3 separate regions of the Oryctolagus cuniculus genome follow, and regions 1 and 2 are each linked to region 3. Evidence: chromatin contacts called from public Micro-C data. All regions are on one chromosome and are shown on one strand. The core of a region is the stretch at or near the end of the contact, and the rest is flanking DNA. Distances in the headings are between cores, read along the strand shown. Region 1 holds the start of RABGEF1 (RAB guanine nucleotide exchange factor 1). Region 2 holds the start of KCTD7 (potassium channel tetramerization domain containing 7). Region 3 holds the start of NIPSNAP2 (nipsnap homolog 2).

Region 1 (4,343 bases), core at 1,156-3,655, 720 kb after region 3:
GGCATTGCAGGTGATGCCTTTACCCTCTACTCCACGATGCTGGCCCCTAAATAAATTTTTCTTATAAAATAGACTAAAATCTACATGGGAAAATCCATATGAAACTAAGCCAAGTTTGTAAAATGTATAATTCAAGAACTATCTTTTCCTAATACCTAGTACCACAAGGAGAAAGATGTCATTCATGGGTTCTCCATCTACCTCTGAAATAATTACTTTTCCAAGGCAATTCTTCCTCATCCCTCCACTCATGTTTGGACAAAACAAAAATACTGGGACAGGAGAAGAGAGAATCCAGTAGATGCAGAGATAGTATGATAGGGACATAGGCAGAAGGAGACAAGAAAATATGGAGACTAAGACATTGCAATATCCTCTGACACCACCGGTCAAAGGAAATTCATAACCACCCTGAAATTAACAACCATTTTGGTTGTGAGGTAACCAGCCTCTTAACTGAATTGCAGGTAAAGATAATAACCTAGCTACAAGTTTCCACTTCTGGATGGATGAAAAAAAATTACTTAGCACGATAACAAGTTTCTCCTCTAATCAACATCAAAATTAGCAATGGACTAATGAATAGCATGCACTATAGATTTTCCTTTAATGGCCTCAATGAGTCAGACCTTCCAGTATCCATACTGTTGGCAGTTCCCTCCTATATTGACTTAGCCTTGGTCCCTTACTTACTTTGCTAACTATCTATGATCTCTTCTACTTCTCAATTCACTATCATAGCTACAAAGGTTGGAGGGGTCAAAGAGGGGCTTTGCCGGTGCTGTTACCTGTGCTTAGAACACTCCTGCCCAGACATGTACACAACAGCACAGCTGGTTCTCTCCCTTTTTGCTTGAATCATGTCCGTGAGGCCTTTCTGGTCCACTGGTAAAACTGCAAACTTATTGGCTGCACTTCTTTTTTTTTTTAAGAAAACATTTTAAAATTTATTTTTATTTAAAAGTTAATTTTTTATTTGAAACGTAGAGAGACAGAAATAGTGAGTAATCTTCCATCTGTTGGCTTCCCAAATGCTTACAATAGCCAAGGCTAGGCCAGGCTGAAGCCAAGAGCCTGGAACTCAATCAGGGTCTACCACGTGGGAAGCAGGGACCCAAGACTTGAGCCACCACCACCGTTATCAGGAAGCTGCGATCTGAAGTGGAGCCTGCACTGAAACCCAGGTACTTTAATACAGGATGAGGGGCATCCCAAGTGACATATTAACGGCTGCACCAACGGCTGCACCACAGCTTCCCTTATTTATTTTTAAAAATTTATTTGAAAGACAGAGATCTTTCATCTGCTGATTCACTTCCCAAAACACTGCAACAGCTAGGCTGGGCCATATCCAAGCCAGGAGCCCAGAACAAACTCTGTGTCTTCCACATTGGTGGCTGAGACTCCAGCACTTTCAGATGTTATCACCAGCCCAGGGTGTGCATTCCTAAGAAGCGGGACCCCAAGCACTCTGATCTACGAAGCAGGCTTCCCAATGGGTGCCTCAACCACTGCACCAAGACTGCCCTAGGCTGCACTTCCTACCGCTCTTTCTGTATTCTTTCCCCCCACAGCAATTACCACTGTCCAATGTCCTACCATAAATTTGTTTATTGGCTCCTCCACCTCTCCCTTTAAGCACCGCAACTACTTGGCACAGGTATTTTTGTCTTCCGTTCTTGTATCCTCAGCCTAACAAGCGTCATGCGCTGAGGAAACACTTGAGGAAGAAGTCGATTCATCTGTGCTCTGAAAATAAACGAAAACTGAGTAATCAGGCGACCTATCCAAGATCACAGAAGGCGACAATTTGCAACGCTGAGCTTCCAGTCCAAGTCTGCATCCCACACAGGACATAGATTTTCTTTTCATTCCTTCCCTGGGGCTGCATTCGGTGGCACAGGTGGCATCCAGGATACACAAGCAGTCAGTGTGTTTGGCTTCTGTCTCCAACATTCTTGAAATGGGATTCCACGTGGGATTCGACCACTGATAATACTGCGTGGCACTGGCGGAGTTATTCAACTTCTGGGTTTACTTTGCTCCAATGTAAAATCGGCGTTTGGACCCATTTCTCTCAAATCCTTTAACTCGAACACTTCTAGCTTTCGGGCAGTTCTCCCACTCCGTGCCGCTCCCTTGGGCGACACCCAAGGGGCAGTGCTGTCCTCAAGCATTTACAAGCCGGAACCCGGAAGCAAGCAGGGAAATACAGGCTTCTCCACGGCGTCCGAACGCTCCGGGTCAGAGCCCCAGCGTTAACCTGGAGGCAGCCCGGCCCCCCAGCGTCTTCGGCGCAGCTTCTCCACACAGCCTCTAGGAACCCGTTCGCCCACCACCGCCCCAGGGCACTAACTAGTCTCCTCCCCTCCAGGGCCCAAAGCCCCGGAAGTGACGCCGCGGACGTGCGTGACGTGCGTGCGCTCCCGGCGCCGGGGCGGGGCGTGAGAGGGAGGGCGGGTGTGAGGGCGGGGAGTGGACTGGCCGAGTCAGGACCCACTTGAGCTACGCGGGGAGAGCGGCGGTCCCGACGCCGGTGGAGCCGCCGACGAGGTGGGGATCAGAGGGACGGGGTACGAGGGTGGCGCCGTTCGGAGCTCCGGGAGTGGGCAGAGACGTCGTCCCGCGCGGGACGAGGGCTGCTGGGTCATTCGTCCGTGCCGTCCGGCCGGCGGGAGCCGGTTCGCGTCGGTGTCTCCGGCCGCGCTTCGTCCCACACCCGGGCCCCGGGCAGCGCGGCCCTGCTGGGCGCTAGGCCGTCGCGGTCTCTTCATCTTCTTAGTGCTCGCCCTCCCCTGTTTCAGGCAGTGGTTGCCAAGTTCTGCACGGCCCGGCCGAACTCGGACGGACCGACTGCCTCCTGCCACCAGTGCACCCTCCCGGGGGTGGCTCGCTCCTCATCCCGCGGAGTCCGAAGGGACACCTGTGGTGGTGGCCGGTCGGGTGGTGCCCGGACTCCTGCAGAACGCGTCTGGGTCCGGAGGCTCGGACCCAGAGCTAAGCCCGGCCAAGACGGGGGCGCCGGGACAGAACCGCCCGGGTGCTGGGCGGGGTGCTGTCTTGTCGCGGCCCCGGGATTTCAAGTCTGTGGTCCTGACTTCATCCCGCGCGCGAGGGCGGAGTGGTGGGGCCGGGTCGGAAGTCCCTGCTTTCGGACCGTCTGGGTGGAGAGCTCGCTGCCCATCGCGGAAGTTCGGCGGGGAGACAGGGAAGGACTGAGCCGTCGGGAGACCGGGTCATCGGCAGCTGGCGGTGTCTCAGCGCGGCTGACCAGTTCCTGCGGTTGGAAATGTGGCCGAGGGGCGCGGTGGGCTCGGCTCACCTTGGAGATGCCATGGGAAATTTTGCCAGGACGAGTTTGCAGCATCACCTGGTTTTTGGCTGAAAAGATTTTTTGGGAGAGCTTATAAGAATAGTTGCGCTTTTCCCTTTGTAAAACTAAAATTGTTTAACACACACACACACACCACAAAAACTTAAAATGGTTGTACCAAGAAAGCTTGCGGGAGGTGCCAGAAGATTTGATTATGTTGTTAATCCAATTAATGATAAGTCAGACTTAAGAGCTGCTGGTTCTTAGGCGGAGGATTAACACGTGTTCTGGGTTTGAATTTTTACTTCCCATCCAAGCAGGTCCATTTCTCTCCAGAAGTTAGCCAATGTAGGAGAGGGATGCATGGTGAAGATAATTTTAATACAGCGTGGCAAGGGTGTGTGCTAAGTGCTGAGCAGCTGCGGCCATGGCCACGCAGTTGGGTGTGGAGGGCGGAGGAAGGGAATACTTTTCTGAAGTGTCCTAGAGCTTGAGTAACATTCAGACTAACTAGGTGGGATGGGAATTTTGGAAGTAGGTGAGAATATGGGGGAGGGAGGAACTAAAGAAGCGGCCACTAACTACAAGGAGGTGCTTGTGGGATTGTTATGTGGTTAAAATGGAATTTTACCTAACTCTTCCACACTGGTCTGCCCTGTGGCTGATGAGTCGGATATGGTGCTTGGTTATGTCTTGTATTTCAATCTTTTCTGCTCATTAAATGTTCGAATTGAATTATGTGTTCATTTACTGTTGGTTTCTTTGTGTAAGGAAGGGTTTTTGATCAGCTAAGTTGTAGATGTCTGTAAACAAGAATTCTGCCTTTGTCTCTTTGCGTTTGCCATCTAAATTGGGCATTCACAAGTAGTTGGCTTGATGAGGATAATTCATTGAATTCTGGTGTTTATTGAGAAAACATTTTGGTCAGTACTCTCCCATTGTAATGTCTACATATGGAACTAAGATCTTGTTTCTTTTACTGGTGTCAGTTTTTGGCTGGAGTCAGGATTTCACACTTGATTGCATGAGT
Region 2 (4,245 bases), core at 69-2,568, 670 kb after region 3:
AAGTGCTGTCTTCACAGGTAAGGCACACACCTATCCCTGTGATAGCTATTTTTTTAAAGATTTGTTTTTATTTATTTGAAAGACAGAGTTACAGAGAGAGGTAGAGACAGAGAGAGAGGTCTTCCATCCGATGGTTCACTCCCCAGAAGGCCACAAGGAGGGTGGGCTGATCCGAAGCCAGGAGCCAGGAGCTTCTTCCAGGTCTCCCATGAGGGTGCAGGGGCCCAAGGACTTGGGCCATCTTCTGCTGCTTTCCCAGGCCATAGCATAGAGCTGGATCGCAAGGGGAGCAGCCGGGACTAGAACCAGCACCCACAGAGATGCGCTTCAGGCCAGGGTGTTAACCCACTGCGCCACAGCGCCGGCCCGTGATAGGTATTTTGGAGAAAGGCTCCTACCCGTTCCAAGGGCCTTCTTTAGGGCAGTGCTGCTCATAGTGTGCTTCTCTGGACCTGAAGTAGCAGATTAACCTCTGAGTTTATTGGGAATTCAAATTCGAGGGCTTCACCCTAAATGGATCAGATTCTCTGGAGGTGAAACCAGGAATCTATGTTTCCACAAGATCATCCTCTGCAACTAAAGTTGGAGAAAACAGCGACCCCAGAGACTCATGGCTGGGAGAGGGGCGGGCCAGACAGTAGGACTGCCACTAGCTCATGGCTGACCTCCCTGAAGCTGTTTAATCCCTCAGGCCTCAGGAGCAGAAGAACTGGGCGTGGAAATCCTTGACCCCCAGGAGGCAGACCCAGCCCCAGGCAGCTTCTTCCTCCTGTAGGGCACACAGCACCCGCGCAACGCAGACGTGCTGGCTTGGCGGCAAGGGCCCGTCGCCATCCGCGTGTCCTGGGACTCTCACAGTGGGCACTCGCTGTCATTATTAACTGAACTCAACGGCCCCCATTTTAAGCTTTTTTTTTTTTCTCCCCGGATTCCTGCATGAGTCAATGGGGGAAAAGAAATGGAAACTCAGACTGTGCCCTTGCGGCTTGCGGAGGCCTAGCCACTGTGGCTGGGGTGTCTCCCTCTCCTGCATCCTCAGTGACGCACCTCCTCCCGCCACATCCTCCCGGAACGGCTGCCCAGGCCTTCCACCTAGGAGAGAGACAACAGTCAGTCCCCAGCCCTTTTCGGGAGCGGTGTCCTCAGAGCCAACCCGGCAGCGCCGCTATGAGGAGGTGGCCGTCGTGCACCCCCGCCAGTCCACAACGCGCCCGCTGGCCTATCAGGCGGCGGCCGTACGCGTTGCTCGCCTTGCAATTGGGCGAGCTGCCTGCCAATCATGGCGGAGCCTGCGGATTCTCGACCAATAACAGGGGGCGGGCCCTGTCAGGCCAGCGGCCCTGCAGTCTGCGCGGTGGTCCGTGAGCTGCGGACGCTGAAGGGAACTGTCGCCCCCTACCCCGGGCCCGCTCGCTGGCTCCTGGCCACTCCGGCCCGCTCGCAGCCGGCCGCGTCATGCCAGGCGCTGAGCGGCGCTAGTGTCTGGGACCGCCGCCCGCCTGCCTGCCCGCCCACCCAAAGCCGCGCCCACTGCCCAGAGCCAGAGGGATGGTGGTAGTCACGGGGCAGGAGTCAGACAGCCGTCGCCCGGACGGTGCCATGTCCAGCTCCGACGCTGAGGACGACTTTCTGGAGCCGGCAACCCCGACGGCCACGCAGGCGGGCCACGCGCTGCCCCTGCTGCCCCAGGAGGTACCTGGAGAGAGGGAGCATGGGAGGTTGACAGGGGGTCTCGTGCGACGAGCAGGTGCAGAGGGCAGAGCTGCCCTTGGGAGGGGGGTGAGCATAGCAGGACTGGAGCTCGGGGCGCAAGCTGTGCTGCCCCGCCTACCCCCAGAAAATGCACCAGGTGTGTCTTCCCTGCCTAAGGGAGCACTTGGTCTCCCAAGCCCCTCCCTCCAGTGTGCACTGCCTGCCACACTAAATGGTCACATCCCGCATCCCTATGTCGCACCGCTACCAACTGGAAGAGGGAGGGAGACCCGGAACCTCAAAAGTGATGGTGTCCTCTGGAGAGTCCAGGAAGAGGCCTTGGTCATTGCCCAGAGCAGCTCTCTGGCTGCCCAGGGAGTGGGGCGAGGTGCTATCTGCCCTCAAGGAGTAGGTCAATGTATAGCTGTGTCCACACCGCCGGACACCCCATGGCCTCCACTCCTGGCCGCTGCCCTCTGATGCACCGTGGCCACCCCTGATCTTGGTCTGTGTGATCCCGTCACTATCCTGCCTGAAAAAAATCACCCTCCAGAGAAGGAAGAGGAGAAGGGAAAGTAGACATTGCAGGTGGAGACTAGGAGATAGAGACTAAGGTAGTGCCCGGTGCGTAGCGTGGGAGGGGCTGGGCTGGGCGAGGTTTTGGGGGCAGCAGGTGGTGTTTTGTTAATGTCAGGAACCCTGTACCCACAGCATCATGGGACACTTGTGAAAATGGGCAAAATTCTAACCATAGTCTCTGCAGCTGGTGTGTGTGTTGGGGGGGGGGAGAGCCTTTGGAGACACAGTGGTGCTATTTTTTGTGCACTGTCACTGAGACAACAATGCAGTTTGAGGGAAAAGGCACAAGGCCTGGAGACTGTGGGCCATGGCTCTGGTGCTAGCCCCCCCACTGATCCCATTCTTGCTCCTAGTGAGCTCCAAAACTGTTCTCAGTTACTTCTTTCCTGCCTCTGCTTGAATCTTCTCATCTCTCCTGTGGTGTAAACACTTGGATTGGTGTGAGATGTCTCTGGAAAACAGGGTTAAAGAGCTCCATAAATGCAAAATATTATTTATCCTTCAGCGATCTTTGAGTGCATGGTGTGCAGCTAGCAAGGTTGTAGAGGACCTGTAGGGTAAGCAGAAGGCATTGTCCCTGTCCCTGGGCTGCCCAAAGTAACAGTCCATACACAGGACTCAACACCTGTCCATTGCCTTCGTTCGTTCAGCGAGTTGTGGGGTCTTTAAGGAAAGCCAGGCCCTGGGTGCATTTTGTGCAGTGTATTTGTATCCAACTTTATCTCACAAAGGATTTGCAAATGGGGAAAAGGGACTGTCCAGATACAGAGACATAGGCCTTCCCTGGAGCCACAGAGATGTTGTAATATTGAAAAGAATGCAGAGGGGTAACATTTTAGTTGATCTGGAGGAGGAGGTTTGTGGGAAAATCAGGGAGGATTGGCCTTGTTGCTTTCCAGCGCGGTTCGATGGAAGCCACAGGAGAGAAGGCCATTAAAGCAAAGACAATAGCCTGAGCATTTGAGAGGGGACCTTGAGCTTCCAGACTTGTGCCACTGATTGCAGAAGCTCAGCTGGACTGGGCACTAATCTTTCAGATTACATAGAACAGATGTAAGGGATGCGGGATGAGGCGTGGCTGTGTAGACGCATTCAGCGGACATCTGCTGGACCCTGCGGGAGGTGGCGGGGAGGGGGGTAAGCAGCTGCATGATTAGTGAATAAGATGCCCCCCTACCCTTGGGAACCTTGTTTTCTCACAGAGTCGGTTGACAGAGAAAACACGGCCAGTGAATGACAGCTCTGTCATCTAGTAGGATGTGGCATCCAGTGAAGTTGTGTTGGAGGAATATGTCATTAACTCTGTTTTGGGGGCAGGTGAGGGAAGATAGAGTGGATATGCTGACAGATGAGGGGCGTTTGGAAGCTTTTAGAATACGTGAACTCTGCTAAGTTCTAAGGGGCCTTGGTGTGAACTAGAAAAAGGGGCACACAGATCGTGTCTTCCAGGTGCCCTTACACACCACCACACGGGGCAAGTTCATTTGCCCAGTGGCTAGTGGGAGAAGAGTGGTAAGGGCATTTCAGGCAATGAAGTTCAGCAGGTGGGAAGAAGGCACTGAAGACATGGACTCTAGACCAGAGATGGTGGGATGGTAATTGTGGGAAAGACAGATGAGAAAGAGGGGAGTGTTCAGACGTACCCCCGAATGAATGGTGTGGCACTAGACAGGCCCACACAAAGACTAGAGATGGAGTAGCCTTGGCTCTCATTCCCCACTGCCTGCCTGAGAGCCCTGGTGGCCCCCTTCCAGTTTCCTGAGGTTGTCCCCCTTAACATCGGAGGGGCTCACTTCACCACACGCCTGTCCACCCTGCGGCGCTACGAAGACACCATGCTGGCGGCCATGTTCAGCGGGCGGCATTACATCCCCACGGACTCCGAGGGCCGATACTTCATCGACCGGGATGGCACACACTTCGGGTACGTCTCTACTTCTACAGTCAACCATGTAGTCCAAGCCAGTGAGTAGC
Region 3 (4,204 bases), core at 806-3,305:
AAGCTCAGGGTTGCAACAGTGACCAAGGGCATTGCCCACCTTCTCCCAGCTCACAGTCTGGGGGAGGGGAATGGTATGCACAGGTGCCTAGAGAGAAATTAGGGTCATTTACCAGGAAGGATGACACAATGGCAGAACCGAATCCTGAGTCTCCAGGCAGGAAGATGGGGAGTGCAGCAAAGGCAGGCGTTCCCCGCAGAAGGAAGGGAGTTTTTTAAAAGACTGATAGGATCAGGTCTGCATTTATAACAGTTAACTAGCATCACTGTAGAGAAGGGACTGGAATGGGGGAAAGATGAGAGGTGCTGGTACTGATACTAGCATGTAGACTGAGTGTGCAGGGAAGGTGAGCGATTGGAGTGACGGGGTTCCAGGGTAGGTGAGCCGAGAGGGTCTAGGTCCGCTGCAGGTGGGGCTGTGTGGTACCCATTAGCCTGGAAGGATCCAGGAGAGCGCCAGGGTGGCTTTCCCAAGTGTGCCCCCAGCCGATGACAGGACACTTGCACCACAGCTCTGGGACAGAGTCCAGGCCATCTACAATATTTCAAAACCTCACATGCATGCTGTAATGTATCATTTTTATTTATTCTTTTCCTGAAAATCTCAATGTAAAAACAGTGCACCAGGAAGCCCTGTGTTTACTCGGTGGCTTTGAGTAGTACCCTAAGCCTAAGCCACACACCTGTGGAATGAATACTCCTCCCCCATCCCAACTGCCAACAGAAAGCAATGGATTCGTGGAACTCCAGAGCCAAACGACAGTGGAGAAGGAAAATTCAGAATAAATGGCCTGATGGTAACACAAAAGCAAGACCAGCAAAGAAATGTCTAGCCACCAAAGTTACCTTTCAGGGGAATGGACTTGAAAGCATTCGAGACAAGCTCATGAGACAGAGCTTGGGAAGTTAGGGCAACGTGTGAGATACTCTCCAAGCACTCGTCCACACTTGAGCCGTGATTCGCAGGCCTGGGACAAGTCCTTTCCATCCCAGGCTGCGCTCACTTCTTCTGCCCGCCTCTTGGGTCTCAACAGCCTCACTAAACCTAGGTCCACAGCCTCTGTCTCACTTTCTCACTGGCATCCTAGGGACAGGTGCTTCTCCCCAGGCTGGGGCAAGTCCTTGCTGTAGCTTCCTCTGTAGCATCCATCCGTGTGCTCCCCGGTGGTGCCTTGTCCCAGTCAAAAGACTCTAGAGCTGGGCCTCTGAGATGACCAGCCTCACAGAAGCCGCGAGCTCGGGAGCCTTTTGCTGCCATCTCCGTTCCCCCATGCAGAGACCTCCCAGCAGCCCAGCCCTGAGACCCTTTCCCTCGCCCCTGCAACCCCTCAGTGGCGTGGCCGCCTCCATATACCCCCCTTGGCGGCGGGGACCCGCGCTCCTCCCAAGTCTCCTCTGTAGGCCTTGCTAGGCTGTCCCCACCTTGTCTCACGGCTTTCGCTTTGAAAATGGTTCCCTCTACAGCGCCTCAGGGCTTCAGTGGTTCCTTCCCCCAAGGATCGCCCTGCCCTCCGTCCCACCGGTCCAGCCTTTGGGACCCAGCTGGCAGGCCAGTTCTTGGGAAACAGCGTCCACTTCGCCCAACCTGCACTGGTGACCTGTCCCCCCGGGTGCTGCCTGTTCTCCCCGCCCCCGACCGTGACAGGTTGAGGTCGGCGCCCTCTGGGTGCTGAAACGAACTGTCCCGGGGCCACGGCAGAATTTGGGTGCATGTCCACCCAGAATGCTTCTGTTACAATATAACCTTTAGTAGCAAGGTGGTTAATAAAAAAAAAAAAAAAAAAAAAAAACGAGCTTCGAGGACACGCCCCTCCGCCACTTCTTGGATCCCCTTCGCAACAGCGGTGCTGTTTTTCCGTGCTCTTTCCACTCGTTTGCAAGCCATGCCCAGTCCTGGACGCCGAGGGCCTTGTCTCGCAACTTTTCTCCTGCTTCGCGCTCCGAGCGCCGGGGACTCAGCCGCCGCGGCCGCACCCAGCTCCCCCTGGCGGCCGCGCCCCGCGCTGCAGTGGCCGCGCGCCCCGCCCCGCCCCGGCCCGGTCGGGCCCGGCCGGGGGAGGGGTCCCGGCGGCGGTGGCGGCGGCGGCGTCAGCGGCGGCGCCCGGGCGGTGGGAGCCGAGGCGCCGGAGCAAGATGGCGGCTCGAGTGCTGCGCGCCCGCGGAGCGGCCTCGGCCACAGGCCTCCTGCAGCAGGCGGCCCCGCGTAGCCTCCTACCCAGGCTCCGGTGAGCTGCGCCGCCCTTTCCGGGAGCGGCCGGGGAGGGGCCGCCACGGGGCAGAGGGCACGGGGTCCTCGGCGCGGTGTCCGCCCCGGTCCGGCCGCGCAGGGCTGCCCGGGGGCAGAGGGGCAGTGGGAGCAGAGGTCGCGGGAGGCGGGGCCCGGACACACTGGAGCCTCGGCGGGGTCGGGGCGCCTTTACCCTGCCCACCGGGCTCAAGGTCACGGCGGGGACGGGCCGGGGCGCGCGGCTCCGCCCTCGCCGCGGGGAAGGCGCCCGCTGCGCGCCACGCCGGCCCGGCCTGTGGGACTTTGACCGGGGGCCGGAGGCAGAGCACGCGCCCGAGGCCGCGGGGCCTGGACGCGCCGTGCCCGGCTTCCCGCCCAGAGCCCGGGTGTCTGCGAAGGGCGTGCTGACGCCGGCCGCTCCCTGGTCCCCCGGGAGCCCTCGGTGACGTGGTGGGGGGACTGGGTGAGAAAGTATTACAGTGACCAGCGCGAAGTGTTGAGGCCTTTCGTTTTTTCCTCCCTAACCTCATTGGATTAACTGTTTGGTCATCTGAATCTGTCACTGACATTTCCACCTTAAGTAACCAGAGCCCATCCTAACGCACCTGTAGATTTTGCTTTTTTTTTTTCCTTAACAGGGTTAGTTTGGAAGTTAAGAGATGGGACCTCTGAGAAGGTGAAGCGTACCAATGGGGAAAGGTGTTTTTGAACCCTGGTCTAGCCATCTTGGGGCCCAGCGCCCGTGCCTGCAGGGATGTCCAATTTATCCAGGTTGTCCAGGTTATGAAGGGACTTCTGGAGAGTTCTTAGAGAATTTAACATTATCTCTTTCAAAATTTACTTACTTATTTTAAAAGAGAGAGAAAGATCTTCCATCCACTGGTTCACTCCTGAGATGGCTCCTCCAATCAGGCCTGGACCAGGCCAAGGCCAGGAGCTTCATTTGGGTCTCGCATGTGAGTGGCAGGGGCCCGGGTATTTGGGCCACTTTCCACCACTTGTCCCAGGCCATTGGCAGAGAGCTGGATGGGAAGTGGAGCAGCTTCGGGACACAGACTGGCACCCAAGTGGGATGCTGGCGGGGCACGCAGTGGCTTTATCCACTACGCCACAACACAGGCTCTAGCACTATCTTTAAATTCCATTTTCCACAAACTTTTGGAAACCCTGCCCCACCCCACCCCCATACTTAAATTTGTATTCAGGTTTATTAACGAATCAACTTTCTTTTATTTTTTATAGTTATTTGTCATCTGTGTTTTTTTTTTTCCCCACACAGCAATATGAGCCTACCAAATTTGTATTTTGTTCCTTCCCAAAGAGATGGCAAACACTGAAAATATTTACTCAGCGTGTTTGCCCAAGTTACCCAAGGTCACAAAGTTAGTAAACGAGCTTTGGACTAGGTCTGCCTAGTATCCCCACTTCTCACTGGGGCCAAACGCTGTTGACACCGGAGTCCTCATCTCTGTCTCACTTGCTGGGTCCTTCTGCACTCTGTCTACTTCCCTTCCTGGCCTCCAGTCTGACTTAGGGGTAGCCATTGTCTAACTCACTAATTCTGCCAAATACCGCATGTGCAGAACGCACTGGGAGCCCTGCAAAACTGGGCATACCAGCCAGGGTGTCTGTCCTCGGGGACCCAGGAAAGGAGGTGGGGAACAGGACCAGAAAATTTCACATCTTGTGGGAGACCCTGAGAGCCGTGGATGGCCTTTGAAAGCATGAACTGCAGCACCACATTGTCCGATCCGCGTGTTTAAAAGATCTGTTTGGCTCTGGGGAGGGAACAGAATCAAGGGTAATCGCCAAGTTAGCAAATGCTAGTTCTGTTTACTAAGAGTTGTTCGTTCCTTAAATATGAGCGCCTGTTGCACTGTTGGCTGTTAGGAAATGTCAGTAAATAAGATAAGCTAGCAAGGCCACCCAGCAGCTAGCTAGCTAGTTCAGGGAGGAGAGAGGCAGGAGGGACTCAGAT

The links. A called contact is a pair of places that touch in the nucleus more often than the background predicts.
Region 1: a contact with region 3 is called in a Micro-C map of ear pinna, with 2.9 times the contacts expected there. The contact joins the promoter of RABGEF1 here to the promoter of NIPSNAP2 in region 3. A contact is called at or near these places in 2 of 6 Hi-C or Micro-C datasets (ear pinna and an unstated tissue).
Region 2: a Micro-C map of ear pinna shows a contact between it and region 3, with 2.6 times the contacts expected there. The contact joins the promoter of KCTD7 here to the promoter of NIPSNAP2 in region 3. A contact is called at or near these places in 2 of 6 Hi-C or Micro-C datasets (ear pinna and an unstated tissue).

Annotation. Positions count from the first base shown.
Region 1 is chr19:66,499,657-66,503,999 of mOryCun1.1, forward strand. RABGEF1 (RAB guanine nucleotide exchange factor 1) reads left to right here and starts at 2,406. Exons shown (of 9, transcript XM_002722278.5): 1 at 2,406-2,553.
Region 2 is chr19:66,455,243-66,459,487 of mOryCun1.1, forward strand. KCTD7 (potassium channel tetramerization domain containing 7) reads left to right here and starts at 1,319. Exons shown (of 4, transcript XM_002722279.5): 1 at 1,319-1,692; 2 at 4,026-4,195. The coding sequence starts at 1,549.
Region 3 is chr19:65,783,486-65,787,689 of mOryCun1.1, forward strand. It overlaps NIPSNAP2 (nipsnap homolog 2), which reads left to right and starts at 2,056. Exons shown (of 10, transcript XM_051836325.2): 1 at 2,056-2,224. The coding sequence starts at 2,133. It overlaps LOC138847078 (a long non-coding RNA gene), which reads left to right and starts at 2,233. Exons shown (of 2, transcript XR_011384684.1): 1 at 2,233-4,204.